Linked DNA regions of Danio rerio: region 2 is linked to region 1. The links are chromatin contacts, called in public Micro-C maps. All regions are on one chromosome and are shown on one strand. The core of a region is the stretch at or near the end of the contact, and the rest is flanking DNA. Distances in the headings are between cores, read along the strand shown.

Evidence for each region. Hi-C and Micro-C count contacts between places; a contact is called where the count stands out from the background.
Region 2: a Micro-C map of caudal fin shows a contact between it and region 1, with 13 times the contacts expected there. The contact joins the promoter of inppl1a here to the promoter of clpb in region 1. A contact is called at or near these places in 4 of 18 Hi-C or Micro-C datasets (caudal fin, embryo, hematopoietic stem cells and 1 more) and 3 of 4 datasets of contacts at active chromatin or transcription factors (caudal fin, embryo and gastrula embryo).

What each region holds. Positions count from the first base shown.
Region 1 is chr15:51,177,395-51,184,553 of GRCz12tu, reverse strand. It overlaps clpb (ClpB family mitochondrial disaggregase), which reads right to left and starts at 2,409. Exons shown (of 16, transcript XM_009292000.5): 1 at 1,872-2,409; 2 at 1,735-1,786. The coding sequence starts at 2,235. It overlaps stard10 (StAR related lipid transfer domain containing 10), which reads right to left. Exons shown (of 6, transcript NM_205646.2): 6 at 6,170-6,788. The coding sequence ends at 6,558.
Region 2 is chr15:51,332,263-51,339,421 of GRCz12tu, reverse strand. inppl1a (inositol polyphosphate phosphatase-like 1a) reads left to right here and starts at 4,005. Exons shown (of 28, transcript NM_001039804.2): 1 at 4,005-4,270. The coding sequence starts at 4,107. folr (folate receptor) reads left to right here. Exons shown (of 5, transcript NM_001098772.1): 5 at 812-1,212. The coding sequence ends at 1,077.

The DNA of each region.
Region 1 (7,159 bases), core at 1,160-3,659:
AAAAAAAAAAAAAAAATATATATATATATATATATATATATATATATATATATATATATATATATATATATATATATATAAATAATAGAAATAATGTATTTTATTTATTTAGCCTGAAATGTTGACTCCTCCAAAATATGTGAAGTGTTTTCCTAAAATAAATCAGATGGGGAAAACGTTTTTTGTTTGTTTGTTTTACCCAGACCTTTAAAAAGAACTTATTTTAGAGCAGTGATCACAATATTGTGATATTTTACCCAAGGTTATCATACCTGCAGAAACTGCACATGCCTATTCTGCAGTGCATTTAGTCATTGCCCAGCAGGCACACAATGTCATAAGCTTAGATTAAGGTCATGATGTCAGGTGACCAAAATTCAATGTCTAGCCAGCGCCTAAGGACAACGATATTTTAATGTCCAATAATGACGCCAAATGACGTTGACATTTGGTTGATTTTAGGTTGTGTTGGAAAGTCTAGCCAACATCTTAAACCAGCGTCATACTGACGTCAGATACTGACATTTATTCATCAGGTACAGCAACCAAAATCCAACGTCTGATCATAGTGGTAATTTTCACACAACATTAAGCTGTAACGTCATTAGACGTTGATATTTGGTTGATTTTAGGTTGGACACTGACGGTTCTGACATCAACCTGATTTTCATTTTCGAAACAAAATGCAACGTCCCCACAACATTGGGGTACAACATCAATCTGACGTCATGATGATCTCTTGTGTCTGCTGGGTGTTTAAGGCCATTTGGGTCATCCTCCAGTAAACATCCGTCATCTCCACATTAGCGACCTGCATCTGAACAGTCTCTGGGTCAATGTGTGAAAAGATTTTGCACATCTTCTTGGACACTTTTAACGCTTATAAACAGTTTGCTGCAATTATAAATCGCTCATGTCTTGAGGTAGTTCATTATGATGTGATTTACCTTCTATTGGACAGGAATCACAGGACTGATTTCTCTAATCCCCATAGACAAGACAGAATACAGTAGTGACTGCCGGATGAAGGACAGTGGTGGAGTAACAGTACAAATACTGCACTAAAAATGCACTCAATGGGAAGTAAAAGTGCACATTATCGAAACTACTTAGTAAATTACAACTTCTGAGAAAAACTACTCACTTGCAGTAGTCTGAGTGTTTGTAATTTGTTACTTTACACCACAGAATACACTAAAATAAATGAATAAAAATAAATGTTAAACATATTAAAATGAATGACAATAAATAAAAGCTAAATAACTGATCGATCGCACTGCATATACAAAAGACAGACTCAAATAAATAAATAGATTAAAATATAAATGATATAAAATATAAATATATATTGTTAGTTAATAAAAAATGTATACAACCTAATTAAATACATAAATTACTAATCTACTGTAAGAGATAAACAAAAGACATAATAAAATAAATAAATAAATAAATTCAAATATAAATGTAATTAAAAAAAAAAAAAATATATATATATATATATATATATATAGCCTGTATGTATTTTTTAGTTTATAAAATATATATATATATATATATATATATATATATATATATATATATATATATATATATATATATATATATATATATATATAAACATGAATTAACTTTCTAGTGCATGGCATAAACAAAAGACAGATTAAATGTGATAAACAGATTAAAATATAAAGATGTGCAGCTCAGAGAACACAGGTGTGATATTCTGGTTCTGACCTGCGGATCTCTTCAGTGTCGTTGGATCTGGCCGCTTCCAGAAAAGCTTCAGCTGAAAACAGAAGAAAACACATGAACACACTGAGCAGATCACATGAATAAAGCCTGTATTTAATTAAAAACAGTTAATTAGCCACCTTTATCATCGTTGTCCTTCTTAAAGCAGAAGGTGAGCGCGGCAGCCGAGATGAGGCCTGCGCCAGTTGCAGAAGCCGCGGTCTTTCCTGAGCTCTGGTGTCCGCCTCTAGAGCGCCCCGCAGCGGTCAGAGACGCCCAGCTGCTCCGGCGACTCTCTAGATTCGCGCGCCACCTGCTGGCCAGCTGATGGTACTGCGCGTGCGTCTCCTCGATCACACCGCTTCTTTTCAGCACCGGGCTCCGGTTCGGTTCCAGGTTTCTAAACCGGGCGGCTTCTCCGTGACTGGTGTGCAGAGCGCGGCATGGAGACAGACTGCGCGACCGCCGGATGAAGACACGCGCCGGTACCGACGACAGGAACATCGCGACAAACCGACACACACCGGGAAACAGCGGATTCCGTAATCAAATGATACCTGAGGGAGAGTTTAATTCAGCGCGTCCGTGATCCGTGACACCCAGGGATACGTTCACTGACAGCAGGAGCACCGGAGATCCGTACAAGCGTGCGTCCTCTAAAACGAAAACATCCGCGGCGCGCGCGCAGGGCATCATGGGAAATGTAGTTCAACAGCGCAACTACTGCAGACGCTCAGGAGAGGATGAATAATAATAATAATAATAATAATAATAATAATAATAATAATAATAATCTAATTTTCCTTTAGCTTAGTCCAAGATTTATAAGGAGTCGCCGCATAATAATAAGCCTAATAACAAATAAATAAGTAGATAAATATTTGCATTCATAATTATTGCTAATAATAATTCAGATTTGTACATTTAGCTTAGCTATGTAGTCTATAGCGTAAAATATGTTAAATATATTTGTAAGTTAACAACAATTTTTTCTTTCAAATATGTATACATTTCTGTAATAATTATTCAATATTAATAATAAATTAATAATTATTAATAATAATAAGTCAGATTTCTACACACACACACACACACACACACACACACACACACACACACACACACACACACACACATTATATGACGTTAAAATTTGGATTTTTTTGCAAGTGAACAATTGTTTCCTTTTTGTCTTTCTTTTCAAATCCGTTTACATTTTTATTGTGTTCATTATTTGATAACAGTATTAATTAAAATACACTATAATAATAATATTAAATAAAATCTATTGATGATGATGATGATGATGATCATGTAAGTATATGAAGTTATTAGAAGTGTGTTATCTGTGTTTGACCTACAGAGGGCGTCTAGACTCACCAAATATCCGCCAACAGATCAACAACAGCAGATTAATAATATATCACTGTGTTATAAATATTTAATCATGTTATTAGCATTATAATTATAGTATATTGTTGTTTTTGTTATGATTACAGGACAGTTTATATGTATATGTTATGCATTTTAACCGGATTTATAGAGAGCCGCAAGGGAGGTGAACCTTTATGAGAAAAAAGCAAGTATAATAATATTCATAAAAATAATAAAATGTACTGAAACAAATAAACTTTTTGCACAGATCAAAATTCACATTTAAACACACACATCTGCATTGCACATTATTAAGTTGTCTGATATTGCATAATTATTATTTCTGAATATTTGGTATTTTTACATATTACAAACAATAACTAATAATAGACTAATGTGTGTGTGTGTGTGTGTGTGTGTGTGTGTGTGTGTGTGTGTGTGCACGCGCTCTTAATCTGTAGACACTGGAGGAGGAGGAAGAGTGTGAGTCACAGTCTGACACCAGAGCTCCAGTGGGCGACCAAGTGTGTGTGTGTGAGAAAGAGATAGAGTCCGTGTACATGCCTGTGTGTTTATATGCATATTCAATTAATTGAATCGAATATGCATCTCTGTGTTTGTGTGTATGTATGTGTGTGCGTATGACAGTGTATAGGCTATATATATTTATATCTGTGTGTGTACATGTTTGGTGTTTGTATGTACATATATAGGCTCTCTCTATGTGTGTGTGTGTGTGTGTGTGTGTGTGTGTACACACAGGCTACATATATTCATGTGTGTGTATGTGTGTGGGAGAGGTATTCTGAAATGCTGAACATCTTGTTGTCTAATGTGTAAATCTAGCATTTTTAAGGATCGTGGCTTTAAGAATAAAGATTTCAGAGGATAAATAATACATATTTTCCTCAAACTGATCCTACATTCATTCATTTTCTTTTCGGCTTAGTCCTTTTATTAATCAGGGGTCGCCACAGCGGAATGAACCACCAACTTATCCAGCATCTGTTTTACACAGCGGATGCCCTTCCAGCCACAACCCAACACTGGAAAGCACCCACACACACTCACACTCATACACTAGGGCCAATTTAGTTGACCCAGCCGAGGCTCGAACCAGCAACCTTCTTGCTGTGAGATGATTGTGCTACCCACTGCACCACCGTGCTGCCCCTGATCCGTCTTTTAATGATTTTGGTTGTAAATATGCAGTTGAAAATGTTTTATTGAATTAATTTAATTTCTGTTTATATGTAGCCTATAAAGATCCTCTGGCAAAAAAAGAGCATACAGCATATTGTGTGTGTGTGTGTGTGTGTGTGTGTGTGTTCTCTGACCATTGACCATCCAGTGTTGTCTGCCAAAAATTAAATTTTCTTTTTTACGTGAAACTCTTTCAGTTCATGACACAAAAACACATCTTTTGTTCAATATTTCACCTTTTCTTTTCAGCTGTCCTTAAAATCTAAACGTCACCATGTTCATTGTGCTAGCACACACTGTTAGTCTTTAAAGTGAGCAATTAACCTGTACAAGTTAATCCACGAAGAAGTTCTGCTAATCTTTCATCAAACTCTGCTCCTCTGCCTCTGCTCTGGAATGGCAGTCCTTCTCTGATGACGTCAGTTTGTCTGATTGGACAAAAAATGCTTGGCCGTTTAACATTAGTGAAAGATGAGAGGAGGAGCATCAAATTAAACCACGCCCCCTTATCAATATTCAGTATACAATATTTAGTTTTTACTACAATGAACTGTGGTGTATTGTAGTATAATATACCCTATAGCTGTAGAAAATTACAGTGCTGGCTCATTTTTTATATTACTAGAGTTGTGTTACCATAGCGACTGTAGAACGGCCACAACAGACCAATTACTGTAGTTGTTGCGTTACCATAGTGAGTGTAGAACTGCCACAACAGACCATTTACCGTAGTTGTTGCGTTACCATAGTGACTGTAGAACCGCCACAACAGACCGTTTACCATAGTTGATGCGTTACCATAGCGACTGTAGAACAGCCACAACAGATCATTTACCGTAGTTGTTACGTTACCATAGCGACTGTGAAACCGCCACAACAGATCATTTACCGTAGTTGTTACGTTACCATAACGACTGTGAAACCGCCACAACAGATCATTTACCGTAGTTGTAACGTTACCATAGCGACTGTGAAACCGCCACAACAGATCATTTACCGTAGTTGTTACGTTACCATAGCGACTGTGAAACCGCCACAACAGATCATTTACCGTAGTTGTTACGTTACCATAGCGACTGTGAAACCGCCACAACAGATCATTTACCGTAGTTGTTGCGTTACCATAGTGTCTGTAGAACCACAACAGATCGTTTACCGTAGTTGTTGCGTTACCATAGTGTCTGTAGAACCACCACAACAGATTGTTTACCGTAGTTAATGCGTTACCATAGCAACTGTGCAATCGCCACAAGACCAATTACCGTAGTTGATGCATTACCATAGTGACTGTAGAACTTTCACAACAGATCATTTACCGTAGTTGATGCATTACCATAGCGACTGTACAATCGCCACAACAGACCAATTACCGTAGTTGATGCGTTACCATAGGGACTGTAGAACCGCCACAACAGACCGTTTACCAGTTGATGCGTTACCATAGTGACTATAAAACTGCCAGAACAGTTCATTTACCGTAGCTGTTACGTTACCATAGTGACTGTAAAACCGCCACAACAGATAATTTATCGTAGTTGTTACATTACCATAGCTACTGTAGAACTGCCGCAACACACCAATTAACGTAGTTGTTGCGTTACCATGTCGATTGTAGAACCACCACAACAGATTAATTACCGTAGTTGTTGCGTTACCATAGCGACAGTAAAACCGCCACAACAGGTCAATTACTGTAGTTGATTCGTTACCATAGTGGCTGTAGAACCACCACAACAGATGATGAGCTACGGTACACTGAATCTACTAAATCTACACACACACACTGAATCTAATTGTTCAGATTGGTGTAAAGCTGTAGTTTCTGTGTGTGCTGTAATGAACAGAAGACAGGAGGCGGAGCTCCAAAAACACAGGCAGTAATTGGTTTAATTCTTCATCTCTACATTCATCATCATCATCATTCTCTGAACTCCAGCCATGCAGCAGCGCCCCGAGTGTGTGTGTGTGTGTGTGGAGTCAAACCACATGCAGGTGTGAGTGTATGTGTGTGTTTGAGTCTGTGTAAGTGTCTGTGTGTGTGAGTGAGAGAGAAAAAGAGAGAGAGTGTGTGTGTGCATGTTCAGTGTGTCAGTTGGCATTGTTATAAGTGTGTGTGGGTTTATGTGTTTGTCTATATGTATGTGTGTTTGTGTGTGTGTGTGCTTGTGTGGTTGGGTGGGGGGGTTATGAGTTTGTCTATTTGTTTGTATGTGTGTGTGTGTGTGTGTGTGTGTGTGTGTGTGTGTGTGTCAGTTGTTAGCGTTGTCCTCGTCACTGTGTTCAGCGCGCTCGTCTCTGCTCTCGCTCAGCGCGCTCTCGTCGATGTTCTCCAGTGACTCTGCGTGCTGGATGGAGAGTTCAGACATGGGGATGCTGGACAGCGGGTTCTGCTCCGGGAACAACCACGGCTTAAAGCCCGGACTGTGCTTCTGCTTCCACTCGGGATACCGCGCACACGCTTTACTGATGCGCTTCATCGCCTGAGAAACATATAAATATTAAAATATGATCAGATCTAAAACATACATTAAAACATAGAGAAAACATAAAAATGTGTCATTTAATTTACATTTATTTGGTCATTTTACACACACACACACACACACACACACACACACACAGACACACACACACACGAAACAATATAGTACATTTAAATCAAATACGAAATATCTAAAATGCTTAATTTGATTGAATTGATTTTAGTGATGTTTCAGTTTAATATAGTTCATAACGATCATCACAGTTTCAGAGGAGTCATCGACCAAACAAATGATTCATCTGAGTCAGTTAAATGAATGAATCAATGACTCACTTATATAAATACCAAGCAGCAACCTCCCACTCTCCT
Region 2 (7,159 bases), core at 2,756-5,255, 150 kb before region 1:
TAGTCGGATTACTTTAACATAAACGTGTAATAAAAGTAATCGAAATGTATTCCAAAAGTAGTTAGATTACCCTACCATAAGTGTGTAATAAATGTGATCGAAATGTAATCCAAAAGTAGTTTGATTACTTCATCGTAAAATTAATCTAAATTTGATCTAAAAGTAGTCAGATTACTTCAGGATAAAGGTGTAATAAAAGTAACCTAAATGAAATCCAAAAGTAGTCAGATTACTCTACCATTAATGTGTAATAAAAGTAATTGAAATGTAATCCAGAAGTAGTTTGATTACCATAAATGTGTAATAAATGTAAACTAAATGTAATCCAAACGTAGTCAGATTACTTCACCGTAAAAGTACTGGAAATGTAATCCAAAAGTAGTTTGATTACTCTACCATAAATGTGTAATAAATGTAATCTAAATGTAATCTAAAAGTAGTTAGATTACTTCTGCATAAATGTGTAAAAAATTTAATCTAAATGTAATCCAAAAGTAGTTATATTAGCATAAATCTGTAAACTATTCTAAATGTAATCTGAAAGTAGTCAGATTACTTCAGAATAAACGTGTAGTAAAAGCAGACTAAATGTAATCCAAAAGTAGTCAAATTACTTTAACATAATTGTGCAATCTAACAGATTATTGTAACTGATTACATTGCGTAAGTAATCCACCAGTTCTGCTTGTAGTACAAAATAAAAGTATGAAGTTCTGCAAATAAAGCAACAGCACCTCTGAATATCCCAGTAATATCAGTAATGCTGTGATGTGGATTGATGCTCATCTTATGGTTGTCTTGTCTTCGTCAGGCACTAATCGTTGTCCGCAGGATTCGCAGTGCAGACGCTGGACGGAGGTTTTCCCGAGTGCGCGGGACATGTGTGAGAAGATCTGGTCAAACTCCTACAAGCACACCACACTCACCAAATCCAGCGGCCGCTGCATGCAGATGTGGTTCACCGGGGAAAACCCCAACCGGAAAGTGGCCGAGTATTACCTGAAGGGCGGTACGGAGACGGTCGCCATGGCAACGGGTCTGCATCTGATGGCGCTGCTGGTGATGCTGCTGCGCTGAACATCCCGAACACTCGCGACACACTGTGGAAATATATACACACACATATGCTGGTGTTTTAATCTGGTGCTGGGTCAGGCATGGACAAACCCAACGATGGGTTAATTTATTCATTAAATTACAATCATGGTTTTTACACCCGCTGGTTACGTTCTTCTGTTTGTGCATTGTGTGTGTGTGTGTGTGTCTTTATATTCTTATGTGTATTATTGTTTGTGTGTCTCTTTGTGTTGATGTGTGTATTTCTGTGTGTGTATGTACGTTTGTGTATTTTGTATGTGTGTTTATATACTTGTGTGTTTGTGAGTGTGTGTATATCTGTCTGTGTTGACATGCATCTGTGTGTGTGTGTCTATATACTTGTGTATTTTTATGTGTTTGTGCGTGTGTGTGTTTGTGTGTGTATCTGCTTGTATCAGTGTGCCTGCCTGTGTGCGTGTGTGAGTGTATGTATCTGCCCTTTGTATTTTTGTGTGTATATATATATTATGTGTGTGTGTGTGTGTGTGTATATGTGTGTGTGTTTGTGTACATATGTACTTATGTGAATTCTGTGGGTGTCTCTGTGTGTGTGTGTGCGTGTGTGGGTGTGTGTGTGTGTGTGTGTGTGTGTGTGTGATGTGCATTTATTATGTGTGTGTGTGTGTGTGTGTGTGTGTGTGTGGGTGTGTGGGTGTGTGTGCGTGTGTCAAATATGGACAAACTCTATCTAAATACACAGATGTAGGATAAACCAAAATGCAGTAAACAAATAAATAAACAGAAACAGAAATTTATTAAAATTAAAACAAACTAAGAAACACACAGAAAATAAAACCAAATACCCCCAAAAACAGGCAATAAATATTTCGGCAACCATTAAACAAACAAATATACAAACAAACATTCAGTAAACAAGAAAATAAAAATAAAGTCACAAATAAATTATAAATTAAAGCATTTTACTAGTTTGCTTGCTGTGAATAAAAGATCCGCCAGGTGGCGCTGTCACTCTGCAGATTCACCCTTTGAATCCCGCATGTGATCTGGACAGCATCTGCGCGTACACGAGTTCAGGAGAAGAGCTGCTAAATGACGAGAATGACCGAAAAACACTCAAATACACTGAACATGTGGACATCTCTGACATATAGGCTAGCGTTTAATTCAAAATTCTCAACGAGAACAAAAAGCGAACATTCTCAAAATAACAGAGTTATCGTACAATAAATAAATAAATACATTATATATATATGTCTTTTATCTTACTTTAGGAACTCTAAAAGGGGCTTTTGGGGAAGAGATTCAACTTTTAAATGGGAAAAAACCACGATGGTTGTGATTAAGTTTTTTTGTTTAACGATTAAAACACTGGTCGCCAGGGTTGCCAGGTCTGCAGTTTTCCTGCGACACTGGGCTACGTTTTTAACCAGTTGTGGCTAGTTGTTGTTTTTTTTTTACTCTGCGAGTTAAAGATTAAAGATGAATTAATTATTTTTATATGTTTATGTTAACACCAAACATATTTTATAAGTAAAATATAGCTATTTAATCTGCAGAAGAAAGTCTGTCTATTTTCAGTTGAATTAATATCGTGAATAAATATCTTCATTCATTCATTTTCCTCAGTTCCTTATTAATCAGGGGTCGCCACAGCAGAATGAACCACTAATTATTGCAACACTTGTTTTACTCAGCGGATGCCCTTCCTGCTGCAATCCAGTACTGGGAAACACCCATAAACACCCATTCACACTCATACACTATGGTCAGTGTAGTTGATCAGTTCCCCTATAGCGCATGTGTTTGGACTGTGGGGGAAACCGGAGCACCTGGAGGAAACCCACGCGAAGGCAGGGAGAACATGCAAACTCCAAACAGAAACACCAACTGACCCCAACTGATACCAACATCGCATCACAGCAAGAAGGTCACTGGTTCGAGCCCCGACTGGGTCATTGGGCATTTCTTTGTGGAGTTTGCATGTTCTCCCCATGTTGGCGTGGGTTTCCTCCAGGTGCTCCGGTTCCCCTACAGGACAAGACATGCGGTACAGGTGAAATGGGTAGGCTAAATTTTTGAGAGGGTGCTCGCTGCAGAGCCATCTGAGGAGAGGTGAGCTCCAGAGAGGGGGAGCATGAGCTGTCGCTCCTCCTCCTGTAAGCTGTTTTAATGCGTACACCAACCCCACCCCTAACCCTACCCCCAGTGACATCACTCGTAGAAGAAGTGCAAAAAAGGTGGAGCTCAAGCTTAAGCTCCCCCTCTCTGGAGCTCACCTCTCCTCAAATGGCTCTGCAGCGAGCACCACTTGAAATTTTTCGTAGTGTGTGTGAATGTTTCCCAGTGATTGGTTGAAGCTGGAAGGGTATCCGCTGCGTAAAATATATGCTGGAATAGTTGGTGGTTCATTCTGCTGTGGTGACCCCTGATTAATAAAGGGATCAAGCTGAAAAGAAAATGAATGAATATAATTATAATAGAATGTAAAATTATATTTATTTTAAATACTGTATACTCACAAAAACACGTATACATGTATATATGTATGTATATACACACACACACACACACACACACACATATATACATACACACACACACACACACATATATACATATACACACACACACACACACATATATATATATATATATATATATATATATATATATATATATATATATATATATATATATATATATATATATATATACAGTGAAAGACAATCAGATCTGACAGATATATGAATGTGTGTGTTTACGTGTGTTAACGTCTCTATTTTTAATGTAGATTATTTCAAAGCTGTTTAACTATAAAGAAATGAGAATAGTGTGTGTAGAACTGTCCTCGCCCTCTTGGATATGTGTGTGTGTGTGTGTGTGTGTGTTGTCTCTCTGTCGCCCCTGCTGTCGGATGTGAGCTGTTGAGTGTGTGTTTTCTCTCTCATGGAGGATTTTCAGGAACTAACAGGAAAGCAGGATCAGCGGTGAGCGTCGCGCGTGTTGAGCGGGGCCGCTGCGCGTCTTCTCCGGTGTGAGTCTCCGCGATGGCCGCTGTGGGTCCCGCGTCTCCGCCGCCGCCGCCACTCTGGATGCACCGGGATCTGAGTCGCGCGGCGGCCGAGGAGCTGCTGGCTCGAGCCGGGCGGGACGGGAGTTTCCTGGTGCGGGACAGCGAGAGCGTCAGCGGCGCGTACGCCCTATGCGTGCTGTAAGACAACGCTTTACTCCACTTTCACTGCTTATACTGCGCTTTTCTCAACTTTACTTGTATTTGTTGCTCTCGAGAGCGACGCGTTTTATCAGTGGCGGTGCGTCTGCGGTTAAAAAAGCGCACGCGCAGCACACATATTCACAAACTTTTATTTCATTGCTTTGTACAGTTTTGACCTGCTAAAAGTTGTTTGATCACTCTTTGTTGTGGTGTGCTCGGGGCTTTGCGCACGCCTCAGCACTTTCCATGGTCATTAGGCGTTTTGTGTACTGTAAATGTCCTGTTGAACGCTGGAGTTTAAAATCTAAACACTCGAGTTGTTGGCACGCGGGAGCAGCAGGTCACGTGACCAGCCTGACCTCCACCTCATCAGGCATAAAAATAACCGCATGCTCAACAGTGCTGTGGAAATGCACACACACACACACACACACACACACACTTTGAGGAATAATATGCATGTAAAATGCAGGCTTTATTCTGAAATGCTGCGTTTTTTAAAAAGTTTTTAGGGAAGAAGAGAAACTTTCTCTGATGTCATAGTGAATCATTGCAATCAATAACCGCTGCTCACATCAGACCACATGAAAAATGCAGTCTTCATTTACAGTAAACATCAGTGTTTCAGATCCGTGCTATAGTCAAATGGTGGAAATAATCTTGTAGTGATTCTACAGTTGCTATGGTAACGATACAACTACAGTAATTAATCTGTTGTGGTGATTTTTACAGTTGCTATGGTAACACAACAAGTACAGTAATTGATCGGTTGTGGTGATTCTATAGTTGCTATGGTAACACAAGAACTATAGTAACTGAGCTGTTGTGGTGATTCTACAGTTGCTATGGTAACACGAAAACTATAGTGATTGATCAGTTGTGGTGATTCTACAGTTGCTATGGTAACAAAACCACTACAGTAATTGGTCTGTTGTAGTGATTATACAGTTGCTATGGTAACACAACAACTATAGTAATTGATCTGTTGTAGTGATTCTACAGTTGCTATGGTAACAACAACTATAGTAACTGATAGGTTGTGGTGATTCTACAGATGCTATGGTAACACAAGAACTATAGTAACTGAGCTGTTGTGGTGATTCTACAGTTGCTATGGTAACACGAAAACTACAGTGATTGATCAGTTGTGGTGATTCTACAGTCGCTATGGTAATAAAACCACTACAGTAATTGGTCTGTTGTAGTGATTATACAGTTGCTATGGTAACACAACAACTTTAGTAACTGATCTGTTGTGGTGATTCTACAGTTGCTATGGTAAAACGACAATTGATATGTTGTGATGATTTTACGGTTGCTATGGTAACAACAACTTCAGTATTATAAACAACCCTTGACCCAACCCTTTAGTTTTCTATGGTTGTTGCTAGAAAAGATACAACTGCAGACAGAAGTTAATCAGAATTTATTTGTTTTTATGCTATTTATTAAATTACCCATTAAATTGTATTTCATTATGGTGTCAAGACTCTGGTTTGAGTCTCGGCTGGGTCAGTTGGCGTTTCTGTGTGGAGTTTGCATGTTCTCCCCGTGTTGGTGTGGGTTTCCTCCGGGTGCTCCGGTTTCCCCCACAGCCCAAACACATGCGCTATAGGGGAACTGATCAACTACACTGGCCATAGTGTATGGGTGTTTCCCAGTGATGGGTTGCAGCTGGAAGGGCATTCATTGTGTGGATAAGTTTGACCATTGTTTTTGTTTACATCCCTCAAAATGGTCTTCAGAAATGTTTGTTGAAAGTGTTTTTTGTAACTAGTTGTTTCAGAGAACATATATATTTTCATCTTATTAGCTTGTTTATTTAACAGGCACAGTGCACTTGATATCGTACAAATTTTGTGTGTAAATAAAAATCAGGCATCTGTAATTATAAAATGTTCAAGGGAAACGGAGCGTACTCGTAATGTTAAGAGGGAACTATTGTAAAATCTGCGGTTAGAACAGACACAGATACGACATTTTCTCTGTCTGCTTGTATACGACTGATGAACTTACGATGGGTGTACTTTACACACACCAAATACAGTTTCACCACGGACACGACGACACGAGCACGAGCACGAGCACGAAACAAACAGCGGCGTGTGTGTGTGTGTGTGTGTGTGTGTGAACAGCAGTGTTGGTGTTTCACATCTGCAGAGGTTTGGAAGTGTGTGTGTTTGTACAGTGATGAACAGGTCAGAACACGCTCACATTTCTAAGCCACAGAGCAGATCATCCACACACACACACACACACACACACACACACACACACACACACACACACACACACACACACACACACAAACGCATACATGATGGAGACCTCAAGCTGGTACATGCTCCTGTGTGGTGTGAGGGCGAGTGTGTATGGGTGTATGAGTGTTGTGGTGTTAGTGTGGTGTGTTTTCAGATGTGTGAGTGAGTGTATGTGTATGTGTGTGTGTGTGTGTGTGTGTCTACAGATGTCTCTGTATCTGTGTCATTTATTAGTGTGTTTCTGTCTGGCTCTGTTAGTGTGTGTGACTGTGTGAGGTTCTGCTTGTGTTTGTGTCTGACTGAGTGCGTGTTTTCCTTCATGTGTCTGGGCATGTGTGTGTTTGGGTCCGTGTTTCTGTGAATGTATGTGTGTGTTTATGTGTGTGTAAGTACATATGTGTCATGGTGTGTGTGCACGTGATTCTGTGTGTGTCTGCATGTTTCTGTGTGTGTGTGTGTATGTACATGTGTATCCTGTGTGTCTCTGCATGTGTGTCTGCATGTCTGTGTGTGTGTGTGTGTGTGTGTGTGCACGCGCTGGCATGACAGATGAACTATTTAAAGCAGTTGCTGAATCTCCTGCAGCTGTGAATAACTCTGAGTGTGTGTCTGAGTTTCCTCGTTT